2 separate regions of the Gossypium hirsutum genome follow, and region 2 is linked to region 1. The links are chromatin contacts, called in public Hi-C maps. All regions are on one chromosome and are shown on one strand. Each heading gives the region's core, a stretch centred on a gene start, on an enhancer-like site or on the middle of the called end of the contact. The rest is flanking DNA. Distances are from core to core; before and after follow the strand shown.

What was found. A called contact is a pair of places that touch in the nucleus more often than the background predicts.
Region 2: a contact with region 1 is called in a Hi-C map of leaf, with 1.6 times the contacts expected there. The contact joins the enhancer-like site here to the promoter of LOC107894847 in region 1. A contact is called at or near these places in 2 of 34 Hi-C or Micro-C datasets (both in leaf).

Annotation. Positions count from the first base shown.
Region 1 is chrA13:77,189,405-77,194,141 of Gossypium_hirsutum_v2.1, forward strand. It overlaps LOC107894847 (translationally-controlled tumor protein homolog), which reads right to left and starts at 2,870. Exons shown (of 5, transcript XM_016820042.2): 1 at 2,618-2,870; 2 at 2,092-2,165; 3 at 1,514-1,642; 4 at 1,288-1,445; 5 at 936-1,221. The coding sequence starts at 2,645. The coding sequence ends at 1,104.
Region 2 is chrA13:77,356,697-77,361,202 of Gossypium_hirsutum_v2.1, forward strand. No RefSeq gene overlaps it. Among protein-coding and RNA genes, the nearest start is that of LOC121212843, 8.6 kb to the right of the region's middle. Within about 2 kb of position 3,020, at least 2 of the 9 cell types and tissues checked have an H3K27ac peak or open chromatin away from gene starts, as enhancers often do. A contact at or near this core is called in leaf, where this site is marked.

The sequences.
Region 1 (4,737 bases), core at 1,620-4,119:
TTAGAAATTGAGATGTAATTTATTTTTTTTCAATTTTATTTTGAATGTTTTAATTTTTAGTTTTAAACCTTTTTTTATTTTATTTTTATTTAAAAAATAAAATTATTATCAATTTTTATGGATTTAACCTTACTCATAACTAACTATAAGTTTATTTCGAGTAAAAATTTATTTTTATAAGTCTTGATAATCTTACATTTAACTTTTTCAAAGTGTTTTAATTGAAAATAATAAAAATGATCTTTTCCTTTTATTTTTCAATCCAAAAATATATTATTTAATATTTTCTGAAAAATAAAACATTGACTTAACTTGTCATTTCTCAAAAATCTATAGATTTACATGAATATTTCGAAGTTTAAGTTGTAGTTCGAAACTCAAAATACACCTTTTATTTCTCAAAATATCTCAAAGTTTATTTGGTTTTATTATAATTTATCATAATCACACTAACAATATTTTATATTAATATAAATTTATTTCTAAATAATTGTTATTATATAAGGTGTTGTTTGATAAATTAAAATTCTGAATTTTTTACTATTAAATTTTATAAATATTGAATTTATATAAGAAAATTGTTTGTTAAATTAGTAAAATATTCATAATGAATATAATTATGTTATTTGATAAAAGTAAATACTAATTTTAAAAAATATATATTTATAGTTTAATTTTAATCTCATTAATATAATATTTTATATTATTTTAAATAAAAATTAAAGATGATAATTTGAATATGTGATTTAAATAAATAGTATAATTTGAATATGTGATTTAAATAAATAGTTTATTTCATTTTCTTAACTACTTACAAAAATTTAAATATTTTATAATCAAAGTTAGAAAAAATTATAATAATTTGAGAGATTAGAAGTTGGCCACCACAACATATGCCACTTGGCCATCAAAGAAAGATATCCCTAACAGATTCATTTTAAAGAAAAAATACAGTTGCTATTTATTCCTGGTATAATTATATATATATATATTGATAACCTCAAAAAAAATGTAAAATTATAATAGTAAACCCCCAACTTTAAGCCCCTTGAATGAAATGAAAATCTAGAATTACACCTGTCCAGCAATGACTATCACTCCCATTAACACTTGACTTCCTTCAAGCCATAGGGGAAGTAGAGGAAAGTGGGGTTGGTGGCGCCGTCTTTGTAATACGCAAACACTAAGCTACCATCATCATGCATGCTTTCACCCACAAAACTGCAAAATAAAAAATTAAAACTAAAAAATAATTCCATGGTTGAGAGTTGGAGCAGCAGTACGTACAATTGAAGATCCTTAAGCTTGGCAAGCAAAAACTTGGTTGCCCCCTCTATGTTCTTCTTGAATGTCTCTTGCTTTGCTGTCTCCAATTTTGGAGTCAAGTTCTTGATGTACCTCTTCATGTACGTAACAAATTGCTTCTTGTCAAATGCAGGTTGCTCCTATCATTTCAAACAAACCCTTGTTATTATGTGATATAAATTCAGATGAACGGGGGTTGGTTTAATACCTGAAGTCGGAAAGTGTCAACAATGTCGACCACCTTTATGGCTTGGTCGTCGACACCTTCGTCTTCGTCACCACCTTCTGCTGAAGGGTTTGCGCCAATATCTACAGTCACAGCTCCTTGGACAACCCACTGCATGTATCAACCAAATTATCTTTTCTTGGGTTTAAACGCAACACCAAGAATGGCAACAAGGCGGAGCGGTTTCGTTTACTTAAAACTCTGATTTTCTCAATCCTGCTCCCATATTATTTTTACAAAACTACTGCATTCTTATAAAATTAAAAAAACCTAAAATATGTTATATTTGAAAAATAAAATAATTATAAATTTAAAAGAAGAGAACTTATCCTGAAAATTTAATGAAAAACCCAACCCTACTCAAGTCATTACCATACATATTCTTGCAACCCTAAGATAGGGTCTGAAAACTTAGATTTCAAATTAGTTAATAACACTCGTAATTATTTCTTAAATTCATACTTTTCCAAATATATACATCACTTAAATAGTAAATGAAATCCAAATTCATATTTTTAAGAGTGACAATTGAGAATAATGAAGAGGGAAAAGATTCAAACCTTCCCTTCTACTTCCCATAACATTCCATTCTCGATTTCCTTATATGGGAAAGAATCTGAGAGGAGCTCATCACCTGAATTTTCCTCATTATTAACCAACTTTACAATTATGAGATTAAAAAACAATTATTTAATTCAATCCAGTGTACCCACATTTGTTAACCTTATCAAATAGGCAACCATTTAGCTAATTCTCTTTGAAGATATTATCTTCTAATTCAGGGTTTTTTTTTAAAAAAAAACAGAAAATAATTGCCCAGAAAATCGTTAAAAAAAATAGATAACCGATAGTCAAATAAAAAATTAAAACAAAAAAATCTTTTATTTTTTTTCTGTTAAATTCTCTGGAAAAATAAAACCTCACAGATCAAACCATTAAAAAGAAAGTATGCTGAAATATCATCATCCTTGTATATAAGAAAGGAGGGGTTGAAAGAAAGGCAAAATTTGAGGATATCCCAAATACAATTCAAACAGAGCCAAGGAAAAAGAGAGAGATATTGAAGAGGAAATAAAAGATTGATACCTGTAAGAATATCCTGATAAACTAACATATTTGCTAAAAAATTATCCTCTCTGACTCTCTCTTTCTGTGTGTGTCGTTGGAGGCCTTAAAAATTTAAAAATTGAAGTGGAAATTTATTGAAAAGAGAAAGCAAAGCGAGAGGGTATCTCGGCAGCCAAGCGGCAGCGAGGATTTATAGCGGGAGCTCAAAATCAAAACCAAGGCCTCTCTCTCAAGGATTCTCAATTTACGGAAACACCCTTGAAGTTCTTGTTTGTTAAAACGAATCACTTCAGGATTTGAAATTAATTTATTTTTAACTGCTTAATTCTGTTTTGTTAAGTTTCGGCGGTTTGCAGAGTTCGAAGCTTGTGCAGCAATTTCCGCCTTCAACTGGGTCCCACCATTTCTATGTTTCTGTTTCACCCTATTTTTTTAAAATTTCTTATTGTTTAATATTTACTAAAATATTATGCAATTAGTAATCATGTACCAAAAAATATGGGTAGGGTAAGCAAACTCAATTCAATTAAAATTTTTGATTTTTTTTTTAAATTTTATTGTTTTTGAAGTCGTAAGTAAAGATTGTTTTGAAGTGGTCATCTTTATCCTCCTCTCATCTTCAACGAAGGAATAGTGTATAGAACTTAGATATTAATAATAGAGTGGTATGTACATACAATTACAACTATATGAATTTTTGTTGTAAAATAATTGAGTGGTTTCAAAATTACGTCATGCATGTTTAATATCATTTTGTATCTTGGGATAATCTTCCTTGGATGGATATAATCTTGTGTTTTATGAAGTTTTTGAATGATGATTTGACATATTTTTAGTCCTAAAAGTGTTTTAAAATGTTGTAAAATGTTAAGATAATTTTGACTTAGTTTTAAAAGTTTAAGTTATGTTTTATGTTTTGGGCAATTTGTCCCAATGTCACGACATCCAACCTTCAAAGCAATGTAGCAACACCACAAGTCAGTGTCGCAACATTGGAGTCAATAAATTAATTTGCTCTAATATCGCAACATCAAAAGATTAATGTCGCGACACCCATTTCTCAATGTAGTGACATTGGTCTTGTGTACTCTGTTTTGACCCAAGTAATCCTCTCTTGTAACTAAACTATAAAGAAAGACTAAAAATGACTTGTATAAGTTTAAAAGAATCTATTTATATTACACCATAAAAAGGTTCATTTCACTCTGTCATAAGTTTTGCTCATATCCAACTTAAGCGCAAAATTCCCCCATCTCTTTGACCTTCTCTTAAATGCATGCAATATTTCATACGCAAGTAATACATTATCTGAAATTAAACTCTCTGGAACAAAAGCACTTTGTGCTACATCAATACGTGCATCAAGAACTTTTGAAAACAATTTGCTATAACTTTCAAGATAATCTTGTAAAGTACATTGCATAAGCTAATTGGATGAAAAGGCTACAAATTAGAAGGCTGAGCAATCTTCAGTATAAGAATAATATGCATGGTATTTAAAGGTTCTAATGAATTACCTCCATTAATAATTCCAAAATAATAATCACCAACGTTGCTTTCCACAATATGCTAATATTTCTAATAAAACATTGCTGGAAAACCATCAGCTCTAGATGCTTTCATTGGGGCCATTTCCTTCAATGTCATCCATAATTCTTCCACATTGTATTCGACAGTGAGGGCTTAATTCATACTTTCTAAAATATTTTAATCCAGCACTAATAGGATTCAACCTACATCTCCTACCCCTTTGAAAAGTGAACAGGTTCGAGAAGTATTCATTTGCAATATTATCCATTTCTTTTTTATCAGACGTAATCTACCCTCCACTCATTTATAACCCTTTTATGTAATTTGTCCCTAGTCTTTAAGTAGCTAATTTATGAAAGAAAGTCGTACCATGATCTCCATTCTTAAGACAATTCACCCTAGCTCTTTATTCCCAATATAACATCTATTTATTAATGTTCATATTAAAGTGCAACTTTGAATCCATTAGATCGCCCAATACCTCATCATCTCTCTCCATTTTACTTAGTTGATCAATTTTTCGATAAAGATATTTTCTTACACCTTTCTTCTCCTTTTTCAAATGCTCCGCCTATTTCTGCATTCTTTTAGTAAGAAAGTTAAGTCGA
Region 2 (4,506 bases), core at 1,770-4,269, 170 kb after region 1:
CACAAACTCCTACCCGATATTAGCAATTAATTGGATCTAATTAAATATGGATGGCACTGTCCAGGTGGCCTCTAGTTTTGCTGCTGCAAAGGGGTTATGCGTGGCACGAAGGGGAATTGGATTTTAGGATTTAATAAGTTTCTGGGAATATGTTCAGTATTAAAGGCTGAGTTATGGGGTATTTTTTAGGGCTTATCTCTTCTATTGGAGCAAGGATTTGATAGAGTGTTGATTAGTACATATAGCATATAAGCAATTTAGATTATTTAAGACAATATTTCGAGGAATGCAAATCCAACTTTGGTTAGGCAAATACATCAACGGTTGGAAATGACAGTACAATGACTTATCCTACATGTACCTAGAGAAAAAAATAAAGTTGTGAATTTTTTTTGCAAAAATTGATTGCAGAAATAAAGACAATTATACTTTTGTTTGAACTTCCTTTAGGTGTTTTAGTTTAAGTCTTTGTGAATTCTTTATTTTATATTCACCAAAAAATTTAAAAATTAATTTTTTTTTTTACTTTTTGTATTTTAAAAATTTCTAGCTTGATAACCGATACTAATAATATTTTCAATCAATTATCATGTATGTTGACTGAGTAATGATTTGTATTTTGAAGTTACTTTTATGATTGCATGAGTTTATTCATGGAAAATTTGTTCCAGAAAGAAATATGACTTCTTAACTTGTTCCAGTCCGGATGAGAGCAAACCAAAATCTGGAATGAATGTGGAGTAATTTAAATAAAAAAACGTTGAAGGGCTTTTGAAATGCAATACAAAATAGAAATGGGGAAGGAGGATAGATGGAGGGATGTTCAATCATTGCAGCACTGCTTTCAAATCAAAATGGTTACTTTCTGTGTTGGTAAAACATTTATAAGACAATGGAAATGGTCAGATATGAAAACTACCAGAAACCATATCTATCTATGCCCCTGCCTAGGGACTAATACCCCCTCTCACATTGTTTCAGGTGATAAAGAAAAAACCTCCCCCCCTCTCTCTCTCTCTCTCTCTCTCTCTCTCTCTCTCTCTCTCTATCTTTAATAAAAAACTTGGGTCCAACACGCAACCCCCGACGTGCATTTTCTTACACTCTTCTGCACCCGCCTGTGTTTGCCCTTTGCCATTTGCCAACCCCCTTTTCTTTATTTCCGATCTTAATAACAAATAACAAAATTTTCACTTTTTTGCATGTTGGGGTTCTTGTTTCCATCTCTGTCAAAATCTAAACATGCTTGAGGGTATTGAACAACAAGAATAAAAGACTAATATTGTAATACCATATTAGAACTATCCAACAAGACACGTTAAGTGACTGAAAATGAAAAAGAGGGAGAGAAAAAGGACCATTCTCTCTTCTAACAATGCTTTAACAATGCTAAAAGCAGCAAATTAAACTCGAGTTTGACAGGAGTTAAATAAAAGACAGTCAAGATATGTTTTTTTTTTTTTTACCACAGATGTGAAAACCCAAGTTCAGGCTAACAAGTTATCTGATGATGAGATCAAGAATTTTAAAGTTTCAATATAAATTTGGGATGGGTATTGGCGGCAGAAAGCACTTAAAAAACCAGTTAAGTCAAATTCAAGGTCGTATCAGTTAAAATGAATGAAGATTTAGAAATTTCAACAAGGAAGAGGACCCCACATCTTTGTTAAATTAAGTGTGTGGTTTTTATAATTATCATCTCGAAAGTTTCATAATATCAATTAGATTAAAACATCTCTGAATTTCATAATTACAAACCAGATAGATAGATACATGAAAACTTAGACCCCAGAGCTCTGTCTTTAAAGAATGCCCACTTCTAGACTCAATCTCTATTACTCTCTTCTTTTTTTTCTCTCTCTCTCTCTTCGGAAAAACTTGTATATAAATAAATGTCACTTCCTTTGCTTTCTGCACTCAACTCATGAACTTGAAAAGCTTTACTTGGATGGGTTGGTTGGGGGTGAGTATCTCTTGTTGGAGAAGCAGGGCACGTGCAAGTTCCTATGTTTAAGTGAACTTTGCACGTGCTCCCCTTCTCCACCGTGAGTTTCTCATTCTGATTGCTGATTGCAGTACTGAATCTGCAACTGCATCTCACCTCTTTGAAACTACAGATGTCGACCAGGACAAAAAAGGTAATCTATCATATATATGTTTATCTTTTACATTCCTCTCTTCACCTGCAATCATCAATTCTTCTTCCTTTTTTTTTTTTTGCTTTCACGCAAACAATTCAGTGTTTCCTGGCGCAAAAAATAAGCATCCAAGTTAAACATCAATTTGCAGAGAAGATATTTCTGATAACATGTAGGTTTTGCAGTTATATGTGCAGGGCCTTATATAATATATTATGAGATGAGTTCAATTTCTTACATTCACGATATCTAAGTAAGAAGTAAAACCAACAGATTTTGCAAGAAAAAGTTAGATCCATTGATTTGTTTGTCAATCTTTTTAACCAGTGAATAAATTGTTCTACAGGATACAAATGGATGCCTTATAAAATATGTTTTAACATTTCAACGAATGTAGATATACGAGTACTTGAAAAAAAAAAGAAAAGAAATGGGAATAAATTTCCAATTTTGGGTTATATTATTTGATCTAAGATGTACAGTGACAGAGGAGCACAGAAAGGAATGAGTTCTCCACTGAAAGGGGATTAATGTAATGTACTTTCCAGGAGAAAAAAAAAACAAAAAAACAAAAACAAAAGGGAAATGGTGATTTTGAAGAAGAAATGGGTCTGGGTTTTGACTAATATTATAACATGATAATGATGCACACAGATTGTACTTTGCGTGGTTGACTTGGGGCGAGAGAAGCGTACGGAGCACAAAATGAAGGTCTGAAACTGAAGAAAACACACACACGCTTGGTTCAACTGTCCCATTTGTCAAAGAAAGCCAAGCAAAGATGGTGTAATTGGCAGTCAAATGACTGGTTTTGGTAAGCAAAATGGCAGTACCTGGGCTGCTTCAATTCACTGGGCCTTAAAAACTGGGGGGATTTTTTCCTTGGTTTTGGTTAGGGCTTTTAACGAATGGGTTCGGAAAAAGAAGGGTAATTGGATAGGCCGAGTGAGTGTTGGGAATTGAAATAGATGCAGAGAATGGGAAATGAACCTTAAAATGCAAGCAATGGTGATGGAAGGATGGAGGCGTGTACTGGGACACGCAATGCACAGGTTTCGAGGCTTCTGCAAAAGACCAGACATACATTTAGACAATGATTTTGTCACATGCTAAACTCTTGACAAACATGGCAGCGAATCCTTTAAGAACTCTGAATCCTTTCTCTTTTGATTTTTTGTCCTGCAACCTATAACTTTTTTTTGTGTCTGCATGAATGCTCACACATGCAAGTTGTTTGTTCTTCAATTTAATGGACTGTCTTATTATTGTTAGTTTTTGACGATGTCATATGTCCAGATAGTTTTGTCCAAAATTTATTTGAACTTGTAAAATTATTTTGTCTTTATTGGTTTTTTTTATATAAATAAGCTTAAAATATTAATTGAAAAATTATACTCAAAAAATATTTTTGGCTGGTAATTATTCCAAAAAAGACTATCAATTCTGCAACAAAACCACTCATGCCCGGTAATGCAAGAGAAGCCATAGATAAGATACTGAACATCGTAAATATTTTGGGAATCGAAACGGCCATTCCGCCCATTTCGTCGAGATAAACAAGACGCATTCTATCATAACTCGTTCTTGCCAAGAAAAAAAGTGCAGCACCGATAAAGTCATGAGATATTATTTGTAAAATAGCTCCGTTGAGTCCCGTATCAGTTATCGAACCAATTCCTATAATTATGAAACCCATATGAGATACGGAGGAATAGGCTATTATTTTTTTTAAAATTCCGTTGACCAAGAGATGTTGAAGCTGCATAAATTATTTGCATTGTACCCACTATTATCAACCAGGGAGAAAATATGGAATGCGCCATTTTTCTTTTAAAATATATTTTTTTGTTTTTGTAAAGACGAAGAAAGAAATAATCTCTCCTATTTACTCCGTCGACGAAGAATCAAATTATCACTATATTTATTCCTTTTTCTACTTCTTCTTCCAAGTGCAGGATAACCCCAAGGGGTTGCGGGTTTTTTTCTACCAATTGGAGCCCTCCCTTCACCACCCCCATGGGGATGGTCTACAGGGTTCATAACTACTCCTCTTACTACAGGACGCTTACCTAGCCAACATTTAGATCCGGCTCTACCCAAACTTTTCTGGTTCACCCCAACATTCCCCACCTGTCCGACTGTTGCTAAGCAGTTTTTGAATATCAAACGGACGATTGTTATAGTGGAAGTTAATGTTTGCCAGTGGCATCACTTTCTTTTTTTTAATTATTATTTAATCATTAATTTTTTTAAAAAAATTGGGTGTTGTTACTATGTCAGATGATACTTAAATATTTTTTAAAATATCTATAAAAAATACGAATATTCACAATGGAGGAAAAAAGAAGGAACAAAATTTTGTTTAATA